7 separate regions of the Mus musculus genome follow, and all the other regions are linked to region 7. A link is a contact called in public HiCAR-type, HiChIP or PLAC-seq and promoter capture Hi-C data. All regions are on one chromosome and are shown on one strand. The core of a region is the stretch at or near the end of the contact, and the rest is flanking DNA. Distances in the headings are between cores, read along the strand shown.

Evidence for each region. Promoter capture Hi-C pulls out the DNA fragments that hold promoters and counts their contacts. HiCAR-type assays count read pairs that join an accessible place to other places. HiChIP or PLAC-seq counts read pairs in DNA pulled down with a chosen protein or histone mark. Capture Hi-C pulls out chosen DNA fragments and counts their contacts.
Region 1: a contact with region 7 is called in a promoter capture Hi-C map of the HPC-7 cell line. The contact joins the promoter of Exo5 here to the promoter of Scmh1 in region 7. A contact is called at or near these places in 9 of 39 promoter capture datasets (the 3T3-L1 cell line, 3T3-L1-derived adipocytes, the HPC-7 cell line and 5 more), 2 of 484 Hi-C or Micro-C datasets (embryonic stem cells and pro-B cells) and 1 of 9 other capture datasets (pancreatic islet).
Region 2: a contact with region 7 is called in an H3K4me3 HiChIP or PLAC-seq map of embryonic limb bud, with 4 times the contacts expected there. The contact joins the promoter of Rimkla here to the promoter of Scmh1 in region 7. A contact is called at or near these places in 2 of 39 promoter capture datasets (embryonic stem cells and hippocampal neurons), 1 of 15 datasets of contacts at CTCF or cohesin (the NIH/3T3 cell line) and 3 of 115 datasets of contacts at active chromatin or transcription factors (embryonic forebrain, embryonic limb bud and large pre-B cells).
Region 3: a contact with region 7 is called in a promoter capture Hi-C map of adipose tissue, with 2.3 times the contacts expected there. The contact joins the promoter of Foxj3 here to the promoter of Scmh1 in region 7. A contact is called at or near these places in 1 of 484 Hi-C or Micro-C datasets (embryonic stem cells) and 2 of 9 other capture datasets (adipose tissue and macrophages).
Region 4: a contact with region 7 is called in a HiCAR-type map of astrocytes, with 3 times the contacts expected there. The contact joins the promoter of Ccdc30 here to the promoter of Scmh1 in region 7. A contact is called at or near these places in 4 of 39 promoter capture datasets (the 3T3-L1 cell line, hippocampal neurons, liver and 1 more), 3 of 115 datasets of contacts at active chromatin or transcription factors (astrocytes, extraembryonic endoderm stem cells and forebrain) and 1 of 9 other capture datasets (adipose tissue).
Region 5: a promoter capture Hi-C map of adipose tissue shows a contact between it and region 7. The contact joins the promoter of Zmpste24 here to the promoter of Scmh1 in region 7. A contact is called at or near these places in 2 of 39 promoter capture datasets (cranial neural crest and pre-B cells) and 1 of 9 other capture datasets (adipose tissue).
Region 6: an H3K4me3 HiChIP or PLAC-seq map of bone marrow-derived macrophages shows a contact between it and region 7, with 7 times the contacts expected there. The contact joins the promoter of Col9a2 here to the promoter of Scmh1 in region 7. A contact is called at or near these places in 2 of 39 promoter capture datasets (cranial neural crest and pre-B cells), 1 of 484 Hi-C or Micro-C datasets (pro-B cells) and 1 of 115 datasets of contacts at active chromatin or transcription factors (bone marrow-derived macrophages).

Annotation. Positions count from the first base shown.
Region 1 is chr4:120,923,500-120,926,255 of GRCm38.p6, forward strand. Exo5 (exonuclease 5) reads right to left here and starts at 1,506. Exons shown (of 2, transcript NM_028457.2): 1 at 1,012-1,506.
Region 2 is chr4:119,491,271-119,494,410 of GRCm38.p6, forward strand. It overlaps Rimkla (ribosomal modification protein rimK-like family member A), which reads right to left and starts at 1,328. Exons shown (of 5, transcript NM_177572.4): 1 at 1,027-1,328. The coding sequence starts at 1,189.
Region 3 is chr4:119,538,096-119,541,011 of GRCm38.p6, forward strand. It overlaps Foxj3 (forkhead box J3), which reads left to right and starts at 1,566. Exons shown (of 13, transcript NM_172699.3): 1 at 1,566-1,750. It overlaps Frg2f1 (FSHD region gene 2 family member 1), which reads right to left and starts at 674. Exons shown (of 4, transcript NM_001004178.1): 1 at 513-674.
Region 4 is chr4:119,413,737-119,416,815 of GRCm38.p6, forward strand. Ccdc30 (coiled-coil domain containing 30) reads right to left here and starts at 1,785. Exons shown (of 15, transcript NM_029286.2): 1 at 1,400-1,785.
Region 5 is chr4:121,096,925-121,100,013 of GRCm38.p6, forward strand. Zmpste24 (zinc metallopeptidase, STE24) reads right to left here and starts at 1,286. Exons shown (of 10, transcript NM_172700.3): 1 at 953-1,286. The coding sequence starts at 1,075.
Region 6 is chr4:121,038,031-121,041,030 of GRCm38.p6, forward strand. It overlaps Col9a2 (collagen, type IX, alpha 2), which reads left to right and starts at 1,536. Exons shown (of 32, transcript NM_007741.2): 1 at 1,536-1,756; 2 at 2,935-3,000. The coding sequence starts at 1,685.
Region 7 is chr4:120,403,688-120,406,833 of GRCm38.p6, forward strand. Scmh1 (sex comb on midleg homolog 1) reads left to right here and starts at 1,661. Exons shown (of 18, transcript NM_001379185.1): 1 at 1,661-1,769.

The sequences.
Region 1 (2,756 bases), core at 256-2,755, 520 kb after region 7:
TGTGTGTGTGTGTGTGTGTGTGAGAGAGAGAGAGAGAGAGAGAGAGAGAGAGAGAGAGAGAGAGACAGGTTTTGTGTGTGTAGCTCTGGCTGTCCTAGAACTTATTCTCAAGCTGCTGAGATTAAAGGCTATACCACCACTGCCTGGCAGACTTTTGACTTCTTTTTTTTTTTATTTTTTTTTTTTATTTTTAAAGATTTATTTATTTATTTATTATATATAAGTACACTGTAGCTGTCTTCAGACACACCAGAAGAGGGCATCAGATCTCATTACAGATGGTTGTGAGCCACCATGTGGTTGCTGGGATTTGAACTCCGGACCTCTAAAAGAGCAGTCAGTGCTCTTAACCTCTGAGCCATCTCTCCAGCCCCCTTGACTTCTTAAAGATATAGAAATATCTACTAATATTCATATTAAATATTTTATATATGAATATATGTTTTAAAAGTTTTAAAACAGATAAAGCTGAAAATTATTAGGTGAAAAATTAAATGAGATAGATGTTCAGAAAATACCAGATCGGCATCAAGAGTCTAGGGATCCTGAAGATACAGATTTTGAATCTAATCTTGAAACGTCCAGTAGAATTTGCTGGTATGCTATTTGTTTGTTTGTTTCTTTCTTTCTTTATTTTCTGGTTTTTCGAGACAGGGTTTCTCTGTGTAGCCCTGGCTGTCCTGGAACTCACTCTAGACCAGGCTGGCCTCGAACTCAGAAATCCGCCTGCCTCTGCCTCCTGAGTGCTGGGATTAAAGGCGTGCACCACCACGCCCGGTTCTGCTATTTGTTTCTTGAATAATCTTGGGCACATTTCAAAAATTCTCTGATGAGACTGGCACATCTTTAAAATGTATACTGGTAAGCTAATCCTTCAATGCCCACAGAGCTAAAACAGTACAGATATTAACTAACACACAATAAATGTGGCTTTCCTTCCAAAGGCATTGATGGGTCTACTATGTATCTATTTGCTCTGAAAAGTTCAGGAGAGAGGCAACTCGTACTCACCTGGGCCTTAGTTGATTTCCCTCCTCACAGGGAAGAGCATGTATTAAAACGAGGGGAGATGGGGAGGCACCTTGCTATGATGGAATGTGGACTTCTGTTCTCTTCACCTGACCACTCCTTCACATTATGGTGTTTCCACTTGAGTCACACTGCTAGGGCAGCTGCGTGTCATAAATCCTCCTAACACTGGCCTCTCCAAGGGTAAGGTCTCCAGGCGGTAAGTTCTGCTCTCCAGGTTCCCAGCCGCAGCCTGAGGTCGGAGGCCCTGCCTTGCTGATGGCTTCCGGCTGCCTGCTGCTGCCTTCATCCTCTGCGTCCTGACTCGTTACAGGCCTTCCACGCAGGCAGGCGTGTGCTTTCCACTCAGCCCCCAGCCCCAGTCCCCCTGGTGTGCCCAAGCGCAAAGACTCAATCGCGGGCCCAAAATGCACAGAACAAAAACCCGAATGAGGGGCGTGCCTGAAAGGGGCAGCCCCTTAGCTCTTCACCCCTGTCCCAGAATTCCCGGCGGCGGTTGGAGGCCCGCCCCTTTTCATGTCACACCCCTCCCCACCCACCAGGCCCCTGGTTCTCGCGACACTGGGGCTGAGTGGGCGTCTGCAGTCCGCTGTATTTCCTTATCCACCAGTGCCTAGTGCAGGCTGTTACCGTCTCGTTCTCTTACGCCCGCCCGGTGAGAGGACGGTCATGGTGGTCGTCTCGCTGTCCCCAGTGCAGCTGGCCTCTGACACCCTTGGAGCCCGAATCCGGATCTTAGCACCTGACATCAGCTTTCCCAGCTTAGTGAACAATCATGAACTCAAGCTTCAAAGACGCTGGCAGTTGTCAGTGTCTTATTTTATTTTATTTATTTCTTATCCTTTTTATTGGCCTCCAATTTGGGTTACTCCTGCCTCTGCTTTTTCGGTGCTGGAATTACAAGCCATTGTGCCCTTATGCCCAGATTCTTTTTAAAGATTAAAAAAAATGTTTTGTTTTTTCCTTTATGTGTATGAATGTTTTCCCTGCATGCATGTCTGTGGTTCATATCTTCTTGGTGCCCTCGGGAGCCAGAAGAGGGCCTCAGAGTTACAGAAGGGTTGAGTCACATGGGCACAGAGAAACAAACTAAGGTCCTCTGTAAGAGCAGCTAGTGCTCTTAACCTCTGAGCCTTTGAAAAATACTTCCCAGCATCTATGGTGACCCACACCAAAAATCTCAGCGCTGGGACTCTAGACTTGAGTCTAAAGTCCAGAAGGATAAAGCCTAGCTGTTAGGTTCATTTAGTTAATTCAGTCACCAGTTTAAGGGGTTCACCAGAATCAGGGTTTTATAAAGTGTATTGTATCAGGGGGAGGATGAACAGATTCCAAACAAGGAACTTGCGTAGGAAAAAAAAAAAAAAAAAAAAGAGGAAATTTCCAAATGTGGAGTAAAACCCATGAAATACTATCTTCAATCACAGTGGGAGCAAAGATAAAAGAGAAGCACTTGTGCCCCTCCCTTTGGCAGTATGGAAGCAGTAGAACCCCCCCCCCCACCCCCCCACCCCCCCCCCCCCCCCCGCCACCCACCATTCAGAGGAGAACTTACCTCCCAGGAAGAGACTTCATAGGATCCTTACAGCTTGTCAGACCACTCTGCAGAAGACACAAGCTGAGACAACTGTGGACAGGACTGTTCCTTGATCTGCTTAGTTGTACATCCCTCTTGCTTTGTTTAAACCTAAACCACATGTCAGAACCCCAAAGACAGTCTTGGAAAT
Region 2 (3,140 bases), core at 78-2,577, 910 kb before region 7:
TACACTTAAGCACACCACTTGAAATGTGGAGTGTCTAATGCTTGCATATAACTACTCCCAAAGTATATGCATTTTGAACCTAGTAAGGTTTAACTACACCTACCGATGAACAATGTACAAAACTGAGCTATTTCACTTAGGGACACATACTCAAAACCTCACTTGTAAGTAGTCTGTTCAGGATGTGGAATCCCTACCCTTGCAGAAGGAACTCTACTCAACCAGTTAAAGATGACATATGGGTAACATTCCAAGAAGCATCCAAGACGGCCCAACCCTCCTCAGCCCTGGACCCCCTGAAATAGCTGGCTACCTCGGAGGGCTTACCGAGAACACAGACTGTAAGCCAGTGAATACGAGTTTCCAAAGTCATGGATAGCTTAGCAATACATAGCAGGCATGTATTGAAGATAATAAGAATAAACAGAACGCTTTGAATAGGCAGTCAGGGATAATAACCATTTCCCCCAACCTCCCACCTCAATTGCCCTGGACCCGGCACTGAAGGGACCAGTGAGGCCTGGAAGTACTTGGCTATTTTGGAATCTGAATTAAACATTCTTTGGGAGGAGGACAAATTAATGGAAACCATCAATCGTCTCCTCTCGCCCCTTCCCCTCCAGAGACGATCTCAATCTTTCTCAGCTGTCTCCCATAATTAGGCTCCCAGTTTGAGAATAGTGTTCTACCTAGGGCGTTCATCACTGGAGCATACATACCACTGGAAAAGTTTCCCAAACATCTGCCTAAGAGCAATTTTGTGAATTCTGGGTTGGTTCTTTTAATTTCGGGATCCAATCCGGCAGGCCACCTGTGCTCGGAGAATCTACAGTGTGAGGTTTGGTGCCTTTAGCTTCAGGTGAATGTGAATGCCCCATTAACTCATCTCCTAAATGAATTAAGCATCTTCTCTACTCTTGGCCTCAGGCTGCTGCAGAGGGGCTACCTCGGAGCCGGGCTCAAGGAGGAGAGCGGCCGGCTCACGGGACCCCGGTGCCCCTCCCTCCCTCCCCCGGCTGAGCTCACCTAGGTGGCCGCCGACGACGGTGACGGCGATCTGGTCCAGGAACACCGCCCGGAAACCCACGTCCTGCTCCGAGCAGCGCTGGCGGAGCGCGCGCAGGATCTGCACCTGCGGGTAGTCCTCGCGGATGAGCCGGTCGGTCAGCAGCCAGACCTGCGCGCACATGGCGACCGAAGCTGCGGCCGCTCGCCCGCGCGACCCCCTGGCGCGTCCCAGGCGAGCACCGCGGCTTTGCTTGCGCCGTGCGCCAGCCGCCTCTGCAGACCCGGCCGGCGAATGCTCCGGATCGCCTCGCGCCGACGCCGCCGCCGCCGCCTCCGCTGCCTCCTCCGCCGCCTCCGCCCAGCCAATCAGCACGTCGCGACGCCCGGGGAGGACCCGGCCCGGAGCCTGCGGAGCTGCGCAGCCTGCGGCGGCCGGGCGGGGCTGGGGCGACCCCGGGAACCGATGGGCCACTGGCTGGGTAGGCGCGGTGCTGCTCCCCCAGAGAAAAGTGCGAGTCTTGGTTGCACCACCAACCTCTTCCAAAGACAACTCCCAGCCTGGCAAGGTCACATGGCGGGGCTCTGCAGCTGGACTTGACCCTTAGAAGAGCGATCTGTCTGCCCCAATCCTGGCCTGCAGCCTGGCTGGGAGATGGAGGCAGTTGGGTCTTAGCAACCAGATACTTCATTTAGATAATTCGAAGATCCTTTTCCTTTTCTTACACCCCAGTTTGCACCAGCGCTTGACCATCATAACCCCAGTGTCATAAAAACAGGTTAAGACCCCCATATTGAGTTAGGGGAACCCCTAGGGCGCGTTTTTTCCTCCTAGTCCACACCCCACTTCCCCTCCGCCCTCCAACTCAGTCCTCTGTACATACTGTCCGTGGTCCTAGCCGTTTGCAAATTCTGCCCGCAAACAATAGCGTGAAACCTGGTATTCGGTTCTTGAAAATAAATTAATTATACATTTATTTATGTATGTATTTATGTATTTATTTATTTATGTATTTATTTATTTATTTATTTATTTATTTATTTATTTATTGTGCACAAGGTGAGCTGGTGGCCTGTTACCACAGCTTGATCGTGAAGATCAGAGGACAACTTTCAGGATCTGGTTCTCCTGAAACCCACCATGTGGATCAAAGTCAGGCTAGGCAGCAAGTGCTTTTACTCTCTGAGCCATCTCACAGCTCCTAGCTAGTCATTTCTAAATAACTATGGGGTTGACTTTAGCCAGTTGTGTTTCCAGCTCTTTAAAACATCTTTTTGAAATCATCATCGCCGCCGCCATCATCATCATCATTTTGGTTTTTTCAATATAGGGTTTCTCTGGGTAACCTTGTCTCCCTGTAGCCCTGCTTCCCTGTAGCCCTGTGTAGTTTCTGTCCTGGAACTCACTCTGTAAATGTGATGGTTTGTATATTCTCAGAGTGGCACCATCTGGAGGTGTGGCCTGGTTGGAATAGGTGTGTCACTGTGGGTGTGGGCTTAAGACCCTCATCCTAGTTGCCTGGAAGTCAGTCTTCCACTAGCAGCCTTTGGATGAAGATGTAGAACTCTCAGCTCTGCCTGCACCATACCTGCCTGGATACTGCCATGTTCCCACCTTGATGGTAATGGACGGAACCTCTGAGCCTGTAAGCCAGCCCCAATTAAATGTTGTTTTTTTATAAGACTTGCCTTGATCAAGGTGTCTGTTCACAGCAGTAAAACCCTAACTAAGACACCGGGTTAGTCTCAAATTCATTACAGAGATCTGCCTTTGGCTCCCCGAGTGCTGTGATTTAAGGTGTGCTCCACCACCACCCGGTTTAAATGATGTTTTGTGCATCTTCGATGTGTGTTTGAAGCACAGGGTCACGTGAATGCCAGAAGGAGCTTGCAGGGTGTGCAGAACAACTTTTGGGAATGGGTTCTCTCCATGGTAACTAGGTTTGTCCAGCAACACCTCTACTCAGTCAGCCCTCTTGCTCTCCCTAACGCATTTCTTCCTTCTTTCCTTTTCCTTTCTTTTTCTTTTTACTCTTTTACAAAAGAAATTTTATGGTTTCAATCTTGACTCAGCAATGACATCTCTAAATGGGCAAGACATCTCTGCGAAGGTGAATGGTGAACTGCAAATGTCC
Region 3 (2,916 bases), core at 316-2,815, 870 kb before region 7:
GGATTAGGTTCTGGTTCCAGGCTTGTGGAGTAATCTCCTTTACCTGTTGGGCCATCTTGCTAGCCCCTAGACTGAGTGCTTAAAAATATAAAAGCCCGTGTCTTATTTTCCTGTGTGGTTCTGTCCTAATTTAGGTCATCACCTTGTCCCTGGGTAGTGCCCCCTCTGACTTCCTACCCTGTACTCTAAGCAGAGCATTCACTGTTTAAAGCTCTGGAGAGACTGTCAATAGCCCACAAGATACCCCTCTGTCCTTATCTTTTACCTCTCCCGACCCTCGCTACTTCTAACACTCACAGGGATGTTCTAACCACAATTACATCAAATCCCTTCACTTCTTTCAAACCTCTGATTCAAGTTGCCTTATTATTGTGGCTCACCCAGGCAGCTCTTTTTAAAAGGATTTTCCTTCTAGTGTTCCACACAGCTCTGTCCTGAGTGCTCCTCCCCAATCCCCCAAGGTATCATTCAATGTTTTCTAACATTATTACATAATTCATAATTTTTATCACCTTTCTGCCCATGAGGGAATGATACTTGCCCCTCCACCGGCCTTTTCTGTTCACTGATTAATCTGAAGCACTACAGTAGTGCCTGGTACAATGACTTTTTATGTCTTTGTTGGACAAATGAGTGGATAAACCTTTAGAATTCCCATTGCCAGGAGATGCTTGACAGATGAAAGTGTTCAATGCTCCATGAAGGAATGGAAGGATGGTTTCACACTGTCTTAGCTCAGCAAGGTTGCCAGGGTCAATTCTCTCAGACCTTTGCTTTCTCAATCAACCAAACTCACTGACATCCATCTAACCATCTAATGTCCAAATACTGAGCAACTGCTCTTCACTTGCTGTTCTTGAGGCTGCAGGGAAGAGTACGTGACTTAACGCGGCTTCTGCGCAGCAAATACCTACCAAGTGTAACAGGATAGCACAGATTGTCAACGCTAACAGTTCAGAGGTAGGACCAGGGAAGACCAAAGGGAAAGTCCAAAGTTTACCAGAAGTCTGAACAACCCTACTAAAGGCTCCACCTGTTGATAGTGAGGCCACGACCTGGCCAGCTAACTTGAGATGGAGAGGATGACGCGGCAGGGGTAATGACAAGATGACATGCCTGGGTAGGGAGGGGCCTCGAACCCGGGTTCTTGACATTCCGAAGGACGCGTGTCCCCAAGCAAGGTCCAAAGCGCCCCGGTGGCGGCCGGGAAAATCCGCGCTGGGTGCTTGACGGGGCCGCGCAGAGGCAGAGGCTGGAAGGCGGGGAGGTCACGAGGCGCATTCCTCAGGAGTTGGAATCCCGGGAGTGGGGCCGGGGCCGCCTCGGCCAGCCGCTGTCAAGTCCGAGGCGCAAACACTGCAAGGCGCTCCGCACCGCCCACCGCCGGTTCCCGCTGGCCGCAAGCAGGCAGAGCCGCGGGAGCTCAGAGGCACTACTTGTCCCCGCGGAGGGATCCCTCGCACATCGCGCAGCAACGACGGGGCGGGCCGTGGAGCCGAGGACGCCGGGCCGGGAGCGCTGAGACGTCGCGGGAGGCGGGGGTGGGAGGGAGCGGGTCGGGAAGTAGTTCCGGGTGCGCGGCCCCGGATGTTGGCTGCTCCCGCCGCCGCTGCCGCCGCCGCCGCCACTCTCGGCGCCGCTCCGGGCCTGGGCCGCTCTCTGAGGGCGCCGTTGGGACCTTTCGCGGGGAACGGAGACGCACGCAGCGGCCGGAGGCTCGGCCGGGCCGTCCCGGCCTGCGTAGCCTGAGGTGAGCACGCGTCGCCAGGGTCTCGTCGGGGCTGGGGCGGCGGGCGGGGAGGCGGGGCTGGGGCATCTCCCGGGACGCGGGCGGGGGCTGCCCTGGGCGAGCGGCGCTCGCCGTCCTCGGCGCACGCTCCCTGTGGCCGGCGGTGGGCGCCAGGCTGGGCCGGCCGGGTGGCGGCCCTCCCTCACCCGCGGCGCCACTCCTCAGCTGCCGCTGCCCCTCAGCCCGACGCCGCGCGCGCCCGCCCCTCCCCCAGGTGGGCCCGCGCTGCGGATGCCGGGGCCGCGGAGGACCGCGACAGTCGCGCCCTCGTCGCTCCGTGACCTGCACCTGGTCCGGGCTCGTCCTGTTCCCGGCGCGATGCGGCGTCCCCTCCTCGCCCTCCAGGCGCTATTCTGCCGGGAAGGCGGCCGCTGCCTTGTGGGTCGCGGGTGCCCTGCGGGGCTGAAATGGCTGGGGCGAGGGTCCCACCTTCTCTCCCATCCTGTCCCCGGGCCCTTCTCTGGCATTGGGGGAAAGGCAGCCTTCGCATGCGGACGTGTTGCTGCTGTCCTGCGTGTGTTGCATCCTGCCCACGTGGTAGTGCCCCGTCCCTCCCACTCCCTCCATTTTTTGCAGTTGGTTGAGATGTTTTTTGTTTTTTTTTTTTCCCCCGCCCTGCTTTACTCCCCTCCACCCCGTGATTTCTTCCGGGCAGCGTGGGGAAGGTGTTAAGGTCAGTTTGTTTTGCCGAGGATGACTTGTTTGATGGAAGAATCAAGAGTTGTACTCTTAGGAAATTGAGACTACTAGGGGATCGACCAGATCTTAGTTAATTGACATCTTTTCAGTACCAGTAGCTCTTGCTCTTCTCTACTGCTTAATTCTCCAGAGAGCAGGCGCTTGCAACTGATGTGTTGGTGTGTACGGTTTTCCTTTCTCTATTCTACTTTCTTGTGTCACTGTGGCCTAGTATTTTCTAGTCTGTGTTGATGCAGGGCTCAAGTTGTTGCTACATTTCTGAATGAGTCGTGTCGGGGCGCTCGAAACTGGTGGGCTTCTTTTCACCTTTCACTGTTTATTTGCCTTTAGTTTTTCCTTGTGTTTTGTACCCTAGTGAGAAAGCATGCATGTTCTATTGGGTGTAATATACGTAGATTTTTCTCTAGTAGAAGGACTAGGTAGTCCTG
Region 4 (3,079 bases), core at 535-3,034, 990 kb before region 7:
CTCTTAAGTCATTCAACCAATGCTTTCATTATGCTGTTGGCAATTAATTTCTTGACTCTGCACACCCAGGTTCCTCTGCCTGGGATGGTGTTAGAGCATTTCAGAACAAAATTTTCTCCCCGGTGAACTCAGACTTGGTGGTTGGGAAATTCTAAAAATCTAATACAACAGAATAAAACATGCTGTTTGAGTTATAAATTCTCTGATATTTAAAGTGTACCTAAGACTGCCCCATTTAACAGAGCCTGCTCTCTGAAATAGATACTGAAGAAATGGTCATTTAGCCTCTTAACAAGGGTAAACATGGTTTTAAGCCGCCTAAGCTCCTCACATCTAACGGGTGAGGTGGTAAGCTGGAGTGCCGACGTAATAATGAATGGTAGGTGGAAAGAGGACTAACAGCATTTCTGCCCTCTAACTTCAACGGGGGGGGGGGGTCGTTTTCTGGCTCTGAGGAAGGGACTTGCTTTGGGTCACATGGTCTATAAGTGACATGCTAAGGAACAAACAAATATGAGGTCACAAAACTGGAACAGCCCCCATGTGACTTTTCACCCTAAGTACCCTTCCTGCTATAGAAATATAATCCAAACACGTATAACCTTAAACCCAAGAATATGATTCACAGGTTGTTCCAATTCCTAAATAAAATATACTTTTTTTTTCTTTTTTAAAAAAGGCCACTGGGCTTTCTCCTTTTCCAAAAATATGATAAGTTGCTCTTGATTGATTCCCTTCACCAAAAGTGTTTTCTAATTTAGAAACTGAAAGGAAAAAAAAAAGAGGGGGGGGGGCACGGGAACAGTTTCAAGTATCTCCAGTCTGGCAAATCGCACAATCCCCGGGTGTTTGATGTACTTTGGCCTAAAAGTCAAAATTCTGCTATGCGGTCATTTTTGAACGCCATTTTTACAAGTACGAACATATTGCTTAAATTTGTGTCTAACATAGTACCTAACAAGGAACGGAACTTAAACTTTCACATATGGCATATGTGTATACCGCTGTCAAGAAGTTCAAAACTGATTCTTTTCTTTTAATTCTTTTCTATTTTCGAAATACAATAGGTTTGCAACCGTCTCATGTATGCATTTGCATCATTTACTTCACCCATCTCAAGTTCACCCAAGACAGAGAATTTGCAACAGTGCAGAGAAATGGAAACTCTTTACGGGGACTGCTGGGCTGGAGGATGAGAAATGTGCAGCCATGCAAAGCCTTCCTGTAGGGAAGCAGAAGGAGGTGGTCTACAGGTGACAGAATGGTGAAGACATTACAATGCACAGCGTGGACGGGGAAGGGTGAGATGGTTGTGGGGTAAACAGGATAAAGGAGCCGGGTGCTCGGATGGTGAGAGAAGTGGATGGAGTTGAAGGCTGAAAGGCAGAAGGCAACTGACTTGATGATCTCGGATGCTGGTATCCCCAAAGGCCTGCAGAGCTTCATCCGGATGCAAGGTTGCGTGTGACGAAGCTAGTCCCACAGTCCTTTCGCTCGGGCCGCGCGCAGGGCACAACGGTGTCTCTGGGGCCTTTGTGGCTGGGACCTTCGGGGACGGTCAAGAGCACACTTCTCCTGAGCCAACCGTTACCGGGCCGAGCACGCCGAAGCCGGCCAGCACCGCGCGAAGGAGCTCACCGGCGATCCGAAGAGATCTGGAATGTGCACCACGGGAAGAGCAGGTCCGTCCCCGGGCTGAGGTGGGATTTTCCTGCCAGCGCGCAGAAGGAGCAGGGGACTCTCAGCTCCAGCCGCCCAGCCGCTGTCATGGCAACCCCACTCAGCGGGGGACGCGCAGGCGCGACCCGGCGGGAGCCATGGAGACCATGCACGCTTTGGGTGGCCCGGGCCGTTCTTCCTGTGAAGACTGTTGTTACAGCGCACACCATTGGCCTCCAGGAACTACAGACTACCCCATTGGCTCCGGAGACCGCAGTAACCATAACAACAGTGTACAGCGTCTATATAATTCTCAGACTGCGAGTAAACATAGGGTTCTAATTCTCGAATTGTTTCCCTCCAAGTTCAACCTATCTCCTTATATTTGTTTTTCTGTAAGTGACTTCAAAACTTGGATGTGAGAGTCCACGCACATGAGAGTGAGGTAGAATTGAGTTTGGAACCAGCTAGTGTTATACAGTAGATTCCAGTCGGTGCCGCCTAGGCTATAGAATGGAACCTTGCCTTTAAAAAAGAAAAAGAAAAGAGAGGACAGAGAGAGAGAGAGAGAGAGAGAGAGAGAGAGAGAAGAAGAAGAAGAAGAAGGAGAAGGAGAAGGAGAAGGAGAAGGAGGAGAAGAGAAGGAGAAGGAGAAGGAAGGAGAAGGAGAAGGAAGGAGAAGGAGAAGGAGAAGAAGAAAGAGGAGGAGGGGGGGGGGAGGAGGAGGAGGAGGAGGAGGAGGAGGAGGAGAATAGAAAAGAGAAAAGAAAAAAGGCAAGATACTGTGCATATCAGGTCTCAATTTAGGGCCAGAATTTGTCATCACACCTGGAGTACCTAAGGTAAATTTCCACACTTCTGGACTTTTGTGACATGAATTACCACCTCTCTTGGAGCACACAGTTGACATGAACTTTAGGTCTAGTTGGCAAAACTTCCAGAAAACAACAGGCTTCGCCATTGGTACAGTGCTGTAAAAGATGACTTTCCTCTCTACAGCCACAGCCTTGGGTGCTGACTCATCTGCTAGAACTAGGTGACCTTTATGATAATATTCATGAGAGCCCACTTAAGATCATTTAAATCAAGCTTGACCAGAATTACCACGAAGGCTAGAACCCTTAAGAAAGCCTAACTAAGCTAATTGACAATTCTGTTTGGCTTCTTATAGAATGCAAGATAAATATTTTTTTTAAAAAAAGATTTATGTGCATGTAGGTTTACATTGATAAGTTAATGTACATCACAGCTAGAGCCCAAGGAAGCCAAAAGAGGATACCAGATCTCCTGGAACTAGATACAGTCCTTGGGAGCCTCGTGGGTGCTGGGAATGAGTCTTGGTTCAGTAGCCATGTCTTCTTCCAGCCCCAAAGTACTTTAGTGATACAGTTTAGCACAGGCTCAACTTAAATCTTCAGAT
Region 5 (3,089 bases), core at 36-2,535, 690 kb after region 7:
AAAAAAAAAAAAATTTCAAACTTGCAATCCGGAGAGTCACGAAGGGCTGGGAAATGTAGTTCAGTGGGAGAGCACTTGCCTGGCAAAGAAACTCACATACAGTGTAAGTTAGAAGAAAACTGCAGACGAAAAGGACTGCAGAGCTCAAGAAATAGGTCCAGCAGTTAAAGGGGAAGGTTCTCAAGGACGACACAGACGAGTGTTGTCCAAACTTAGACACTGCAGAGCAGGCATAGACCTGCATAAGTTTGACGGCAGGGCTGTCCTTTCCTTTTATTAGACACCAACAGGCTTGGGACCCATTATAATGTTGCAGATAACTTGTTTTGTTGTTTCAAAGTCCATCTCACTAAAACGTTCACATTTCGAATTAAACTGTTAATTATGGCTATCTCCATGGAAAACTGTTAGCTTTTCTACTGCACTATTTAACGTTTTAAACAAAAAACCCAAAGAGAAATTTTAATGAAACACACACACATTGTGGCCCCAAACAACATTTGCTCTAATGAGGATTTTCAAACGGCGTGCGAGTCTTTGGAACGGTTGCAAAGTGAGGTTGAGCATGGTAACATCAATATCATGGGAAGTTATTATTCTACAAATTTAGCACCTCCACTTAGAAAGCCTATACCAACGAGGCTTGGTCAAGTCCCGGTCCAAAGATTCTTAAGACGCTGTAAAGCAGGCATAGACATGCTCAAGTTTGGCGGTAGGGCAGTTCTTCCCTTTCATTAGCCGCTTACAGGCTTGGGTCCCATTACAACGTTGCAAACAACTTCTGCCTTTCCAAAAACTCCTCAAAGCGGCAGTCACCATTAGGAAAAGTTAGGAAGCTCACCGGGGGTTACGGTTTGCTACATCCGGGCAAACACTAAGGGGCTTGGGTAGAGGCTCGGGCTGGCCTAAGGCTGTCCAGGGGCTCAGCCGGGGGAGACACGTCAATGCTCACCTGCCGCTGTGCTAGGAAGGTCTCCCAAAGATACACCGTCCAGGAAAAGAGCAACACCGCCCCGAAGATTCGCTTCTCCGCAGGGAAGTCCCACATAGCGTCCACCGATGCCCACATCCCCATCGTCACCCTATCTCACCCGCTCCTTTAGCGTGCACCGGTGCCTCAGCGACACGCGTCCCTCGGAGAGTGCCAGCGGTGTCACAACAATACGGGTCCCTTCCGAGGGCTTCTTCAGACGCCCATTCCCTCAGCTTTGCCAGAAGTGTCACAAAGACACGATTCCCTCCAGCCTTACTCTTCAAGGACCTACTTATTTCTGCTAGAATAAGACGCCCCACCTTCCTCACTTCCGCCTGAAGAATGAGCAGCGGTGCACCTGAAATATCCCTCCGGATTCTGTGTGCAGGGATCCAATTCAAAGGTTCCGGCCTTCTTCCTGGGAACGTCAGTGTGGTCGCCGCCTCTCCTTTGCTTTGGCGGGTTACCAGAGAGGGCAATGGACCCCGGTGCTTAACCGGACCGGATAAGCCGGGTCATAGAAATATTCCCTCTAGAAGTAGCTGGGAAGGATGAGAGAGGCTCTAAAACTTTTCCTTCCTTCTATTTAGTGCCGTTCAAAGGTTAGATGTGCATCTCCAGGATAACTAACCAAACGAGGCATTTGGGGTTGTTTGGCTTGTCTTCGAAAGTTCTGGTTTTGGGAATATTAGAGATGAAAATGACTCTAGTGATTAGGATTTTCATTTACACATTTCATCTCATCCTCCCCAAGTGAAGTCAGAAGAGGCATTTACCTGTGAGTCCTGGGACTGCATTTCTAACCTCAAACAGGCAGGCTTGGTAGCCACTGCCTTTAAGCCTAGCAAGACCTTGTTTCAGACACACACTACCACCACCACCACTACCACCACCACCACACATCACCACACACCATCACAGCTCAGTACCTTTGCCTTGGAATTCAACAATGAAATAGGGTCACTATGGCCCCTGTTACTACTTTGACTTTACTTGAAACGTGAAGCCAGAATTTTTCTGACCACAAAGTAAATGTTATTTAATTAATAGTTTCTATGAACTAATAGCACTTTGTATAAACATTATTTATAGTGAATTGCGAAATCTTTAGCTCCAATTAAAATATGTAGCTCCAATTTAAAATATGGTGAGATTGTGATGCTAAAGATGTTGAGATTAAGGTTTCAAATTTCTCAACCATGACTAAATTTATCTGCATGAGCGTAATCAGTAGAAGTTACTTGACAAAGTGAATTACTTCAATATAGGATCACAGATTCTTTGGCAACCAAAAGTTCTTTTGGGGGATTTTTTGCTTTCAGCAAAATTACTGATTGAACTGTTAGCTGAACTTTGAGTTTTGTTCATGGGCCTGGGAAATATTTTGTACTTGATTGGGTGTAAGGCAAATGGCATGAAAACAGGGATCACAGGCAAGTAGAGACATAGCTCTAACAAGTGCCATTTCCTCAGGTAGAAGGTCTTCAGAGAGGAGGCTTCGTCCCTGTCCTCCTTTTCCATGGCTGGTTGGATGTTTTGTACTGGCACCCATCATGGTGTTGTAGAGTCCTGTGGAAAAACACAAGCATAGCCTAGCCCTTGTGTCAACAAAGGGTGGATGCCACTGTGATGTTAGGGACTCTCTCCATTGTACCAATGGAAGAGTGGTATTCCTAGGTAGGTAAGCCCAATGTTTATAGGTAGGGCTTAATCCCTGATCAAAGGTGAGGAAGTTTAGGTGAAAATGGGCCTCTGCCAGGGCCAGGGGAAGGTCATGTTTGGATTCAGGGGAGGTAAACTGAGTCAGCAAGTCCTTTAGAGTCTGAGTGGACCTTTCTACTATCCTCTGACCTTGAGGGTTATAAGGAATCCTAAAAGTGTGGTTAATCTTCCATGAGGCATCAAACTCATTGAATTGTTGAGATGCATAGGGAGGGTCATTATCTGTCTTCAAAACCCAAGGCACTCCCATAACCAACATAGCAGATTCCATAGCCTTGATGGTGTGGGAAGCTTTTTCTCCCATTGAGGCCACAGCATATACAGTGAAGCAGCAAGTATCTACAGTAACATGTACATATCTAAGATTACAAAAAGAGGGATAGTGAGTCCAGTC
Region 6 (3,000 bases), core at 286-2,785, 630 kb after region 7:
TGGGAGCCATCTGATGTGGGATGCAAATCCCCAAATTCTACAAAAGTAAGGAGTGCTTTTATCTGTGGAGCCATCTGTCCAGGCCTCCTCCTTGGCCAGGTCACTTGATTTGCTTGTGGTCAAGTTTCCATACTGGAGGCCAGTTGGATACCAAGAGCAAATGATACTGAGGGTCACAGCGCACTGCTGTCACATTAAGCAGCTGCCACCATCAGCTCCTTCAATCTTCAAGCAAATTCTTTAAGATAGGGACCATGTTGTTCCCAGTTACAGAGGAGGAAACTAAGACTTCATTTATGTCATGGAGGTGTCTGTGGTCATAACTGTGGTTAGTGGCTGCATGAGATCCACTGCCCTTAGCCAGTGAGTGGAAGAGAAGGAGAGGAGAAAGGGGCTCTGGACCGAGGTGACCAGACAGGTGGGTTTGGGGTGTTACTGAATAAAGTGGTGGCTGTTTCCATGAACTTGGGAGGTCAGTTGAAAGGGGGTGAGGGAGAAGTCTCTCCCAGTCCAGGAGACAGCAGCATGCAGGTGCCGCTGAGGAGAAAGACAATCGTGTCACTTGGCTGACAGTGGACCTCACACATGCAGGTGGTTCCACACGGTTAGATAGCCCAGGTCCATTTTAGTTTGTGTGACTATGCATTGTGGTGTTTGATAGTCTAAGGGACACTTTTCATAGAACATGTACTCCTCCTTAATATGTAATTGTAGGGATCTGGAGAGATGGCTCCCTGCTGAAGAGCTCGTGCTCTTCTTGCAAAAACCCAGGTTGTTGCCAGCACCCACGTAGGAGCTTACACCTTTCTACAACTCCAGTTCCAAGGATGTCTGGTCCCCCATGGGACAGGGTCATACCTGAGGGCAAAACACTCATTCGCATAGATAAAAACTTGTCTTCAAAGGATATAACTGTACAAGGTCACATGGGGTGGATGCCTGGTGGATGCTTGGGAGAGAAGACGTGAAGGACTGGCATTGCCAAGGGCAGATCCAAATGCTAACAGGATGCCTCAAGGATGGAAGATGTTCGGATCGCACTGGTCGATGGAAGCAGGGAGGCGAGAGGAAAGGGAAATTTAGAGGCCACAGACAACTCTAATGGAATTGATGGTGGAGGGGGAGAGAAGAGGCAGATGGGGAATTCCCGAGGTGGCAGATTCAAGAAAGATGTTGGTGTGTTTTAATATGGCAGGGACCTGATTGTTTGTGGAGAGGACTGAGCCAATTTAGAAAAGATGGAGTTGGTGGAGTCCTGGCCAGGTCTCCAGAACCTGAGATGGTTGAGGCTCTGGAGGATAAAGGACCCAGACAAGCTTGCCCGGGGAAAGGATGGGGCTGAGGGCCAGGAGGAAGGCTTTGATCTTGGAGGCAAGGAGGAAAGGGACTTCGAATGGACTTCTGCTCTTCACACAGAAAGTAGTCCCGTACCCCGAGATGCCCCCGGGACTTCCCAGCTGGGGCGTCTGGTCAAACTCAGAATGCAGACCCAGGGTGGGCACAGAAGATCCGCCCCTGACCGGGCGGAGCTGGACAGTTCCTCCCCACAGTGCTCTCAGGTGACAGGCCTGCAGGTCCCCGCCCCGGCCCGTCTAGCTGCGTTTTCGGGAGATCCAGTCCGAGGCTCCGAAAGCAGCCCCCGCCATCGGTGCTTGGACCCCCGCTCCAGAACCCGCTGTTCGCCATGACCGCCGTGCCCGCGCCCCGCAGCCTGTTCGTTCTCCTCCAGGTGCTGTGGCTCGCCCTGGCTCAGATCGTAAGTCCTGTCACTTCTCTGTCTCCGCCGTCCCTGGTGCAGAGCCTGGGTTTAGGATCCTGGAGTCTTTAGGACCTGTTCTAGTCTGTCCCTAGCCTGAGGGGCAGCTGAGGACAGAGCCGCTGGGGTGATGCATACCCGGCAAACCGCTCGCGGTGAAGGGAGATTGACTAGTCCGGGAACCAGAGGGACCTTGCCTCGGGATGCTTGGCCTTGCCTGGGACAGGCAGCGTCGAGCAGGAGATGGCGCGGGGGCCTGGCAGTGGAGAGAGCCCAGGTGGTGCGGAGACAATGGTGGCTATTCAGTCGACAGCGGAGCCTCCGCCCCCGGAGTCTCCTAAGGGACCCAGGCTCCAGCCAGACTTCCCTGTCGCCCCAATATGTCCGTTTCCTGACTGTGGGCTTCTGCCTCACTTCGCAGGGACAGCTGGGCCCTAGGAAAGAGATGCCCGGTTTAGGACCAAATGGGGATGCTGGGCCCGCTCACCAAGCAGTGCTAGTGTAGGGGTACAGTTCGCCTGTGAGGCGCCAGCCTGGCACATCTTAACCTGGGGAGGGCACCTGGCGCCAGCATCTGGCACGCGTGGACTTCCTGAGTCGGGGCTGGTTCGCTACCTTAGGGAGGATTGGGTGGGAAGAGTCCCAGCTTTCCTTCTTCTCTGAGGTCTCTTTACCTGCACCAGGGACGAGGGAGAGGTGCCAGTTCACCGCTATACCTGTTGTTGGTTAGAAAACAGCAATAGTTCGAACGGCCATCGTTGGCTAGGTGCCATCTTGCACATCATCTGTGATTTGAGCAAATGATGTCTTCATCTATTTCCTATCGTGACAGTGCAAAGACCGTGTGACCCAGGGGAAGAAGCCAGCCAACCTAGGGTGTAATCACGGTTTCAGCATTCACTTGCAGTGATCACGAGCCTTGAGTCTTTTTGTGTTTCCTCACCCTCTGCTTGTCACCCCTAATAGTACCCCCCCCCGAGTTCTGAGTAGTTCATAAAGTAACAGAGCATAATGGCACACAGTGCCTGACACACAGTAGCTGCTCAACAAACTCCCCATGAAGCACCATCTCCTTGGGGAGATGCTGCCCTAGTCACCTTTGCTCTCGGGGTCTCCAGCAGCCCCTGGGAGCCCAGTTCTGCGTACTGTCTGAGGGCTGCACTCTTGTGTATTTTCAGAGAGGTCCACCAGGGGAGCCGGGTCCTCCAGGGCCACCAGGGCCACCAGGAGTGCCTGGTTCAGAT
Region 7 (3,146 bases), core at 411-2,910:
CCCCCCCAGCTCCCGGGGACTGGATCACCAACCAAAGAGTATACAGGGAGGGACCCATGGCTCCGGCCATATATGTGGCAGAGGATAGCCTCGTTGGACATCAGTGGGAGGAGCGGCCCTTGGGCCTTAGGGGTTTGATCCCTCAGTGTCGTGGAATGTCAAGGAGGGAAGGCATTGAGTGTGTGGGTGGGTGGGGGAGCACCCTCATAGAGGCTGGGGGAGCAGGGATAGGATAGGGGGTTTTTGGAGGGGAGACCTGGAAAGGGGATAACGTTTGAAATGTAATAAGGAAAATATCCAATAGAAGAGAGAGAGGAAAAAAAATTGAAGTTCTAGTGTAGATGTGCAAGGATCTGCCGTGCTTTGGCTTCCCTTCATTCTCTAACATTAACAGCATCACCACCAGATTCCCAGAGCCTCTCAGACTCTTGATAGCCATCCCTGCCACACCTTTGCTCTCAGTCTCTCCTCATCCTGAGAAGCCTTTCTTTGCAGCTTCCTCTAGGAACCAGATTGAATGAGCTTCGGGCTAAGTAAGGGCTGCTTTCCCGGAACTCTCTGGTTCTGGTGTGAGTTCCATAGCTGTGATAAAGACCCCTACCAAAAGCAACCTGGGAGAGGAAATGGTTTATTTGGCTTACACTTCCACAACATTGTTCATCTCTGAGGGAGGTGAGAACAGCAACAGGGAGACAGGAAATGAAGCTAGGCTATGGAGCAACATCCTTTATTGGCCTCTCTTTATACCACCTAGGACCACCTCTGCCCAGGGGTAGCACCTCCCACATCAATCATTAGACAAGAAAATGCCCACCCAGACTTTGCCTATAGGCCATTCTGATGGAGACTGTTATGCAACTGAGATTCCACCTTCTGAGATAAGAGTAGATTTGTTTCAGGCTGATAAAAATCAACCAGCATTTCCCTTAACACCTGACCTCCAGGCAAGAGCACAGCCAGTAAAATTGTGTGATCTTGGAGACGTAGCTCTCCCCCCCACCCCCATGAACTTCAGTTTCCGCGGGCTAAAACATAACGTTCTTGAGACACAATTGTGTGTGGGGTGGGGTAGCATCATTGGAAGGACCCTAGCCACTGTAGTACCTAGCACGCTAACATTCAAAGCCTACTACGGGGCAAAAGTGAAGGCCTGCTTTTGTTAGTCTTGTTGCACCTTTTGGGGCGCACTGGTTTTCTCCTCATAGTAGTTTTCCTCCCGCCTGCGCATTGGAAAGACTAAAGGTGCGAAGGAACTCTTTTAAGATTACTCCACAGCCGGCCACCAGCTGGGTGGGGGCTGAGGGCCGACGGGATTCGAACCTGGGACCTCAGAGGACGTCATTCACTTGTCTGGGAGACGCGAGCAATCCAGTGGGTCGCGGCTTTTTTTTTTTTTTTTTTTTTTTTTTTTTTTTTTTTAGGGCTGGCGGTCGCGAGGCGGGGGGAAGGCGCGAGGGGTCGCCCCTTCCCGCCGCCCCGCGCGCGCGCGCGAGAGAACCCAACGGCCGCGGCGCGCGCCACCTCGCGGCAGGAGTCTCTGGCGGGCGGGGCTGGGCAGCTCTCGCCCCCGCCCCCCGCCCCTCGGCCGCCGCCGCCGCCGCCGCCGCCGCCTCGGTGGAGCCCCCCGCCTCCCGCCGCCGCCTCAGCCGAGCCGCTCTCCAGAGCCGTCGCCCGCCCCTGCCGGCGTCCTCGCTCGCTCCCTGCGCAGCGGAAACATGGCGGCTGGATGGGAGTGAGCCGCCCGCGCCCCGCGCCGCTGTCGCCCTCAGGTAAGCGCCTCACTGCCACCCCCGGCCCGGTCCGGGCCCCTCAAGGCCCGCCTTACGGCCACGGGCTGGAGCGAGTCCCCGCCCGGTGACCCTGGTGTCTGTGTCCGCGGCCCTCCGGCGGCCGTGTCAACCCGGCCAGAACCCCGGCGGCCTGCGCCGCATCTGCTCGGGCCCAGTGTCCGGCGGCGGCCTGACGCGTCGGGGTCGGTCGGGGGCGCGGCGCGCGAGTCCCCGCACAGGGCCCCTTCCGAGCGGGGAGCAGGGCTTGGGGCGGAACCGGGAAGCCTGGCTCGGGCCCAGTGCGGGGGCTCTTTCGGGCTGCTGGGACGCGTCGCCAGAGAGATTCGCCTGGGTCCCAGCAGCGGAGCACCGGGGGTCGTGAACACAGTGGGCTTGGAGCTTTCTTCAGGGGTCCCGGGGCTGGGGGCGGGGTGGGGGAGACTCACTTGTGTCACCTGCCTGGAGCCGGGCAAACACCCGGCGGCTACAGAAGGTTTCGAACCTGAGACAGGGAACGGCGGACAACCTTAGAGCACAGCAGGGGAAGGAGTTCCCTAGTAGATAGGTGAACCCCAAAACATACCCCAAAGCGAAGAGATCTGAGAGTCATCCAGGCTCCCCCTACTCTTATCCTATTCGGGAAGGAAGTTATCTTTAAAAATTCCAAATAATACCCTAATAATTTGGCGAACCTTTTAGGACGGCTCTCCGTCCTAGTCCTAATAACCTTTCTAAAGTAAGGCCGTCCAGTCTGGTCCTGGATGGATTTGGTTATAGGTAGAAAGGAACGGCTGTCTCTCGTCTTTCTGCTTCGTTTCCTCTTGGGCAGCTGTTAAGAGTGAAGATAGTAATCGTGTCCCCTGAGTCTTATTTTGGCTAACTCCCAATTCCTTTAGTCTTTTTCTTTACTCTGGTCTTTGATCCGCTCCTTTGATGAGCACTGGTTTGCCCATATTGCCCCCACAGAAGAGCTTCTTGTGAGCAGAGAGACCAAGCTCAATCATTTCTAAGGGAAGAGCTTTGACCCTAAAGGACTGACCTTAAATAAAAAGTACTCTCCCTTCCTCATTTTCGTACTGCGTTGAACTTAGCGGGTGGGGGTAGGGAGGGGAGAGGGAAAAGCTGTATAGTAGTAGCATGTGTTCCCCCAAGCTAAAAGAGATCATCCTGTTTTGTGGTTTCTCTTCCTTTGAAAAATTGAACACTTCATCAAGTGAGCTAATGTATATCAAAAGATTGTACAGTGTAATATATCATGCAGATAAAAGAGCTTATTATTTTTGCTCTAAAAAGGACTGAGACCTAGATTGGTGCCAAACTGCAATTTAATATTTGCTTGGAGAGAGAACTGCCTTATGACAATGAACTCTGCTTTTT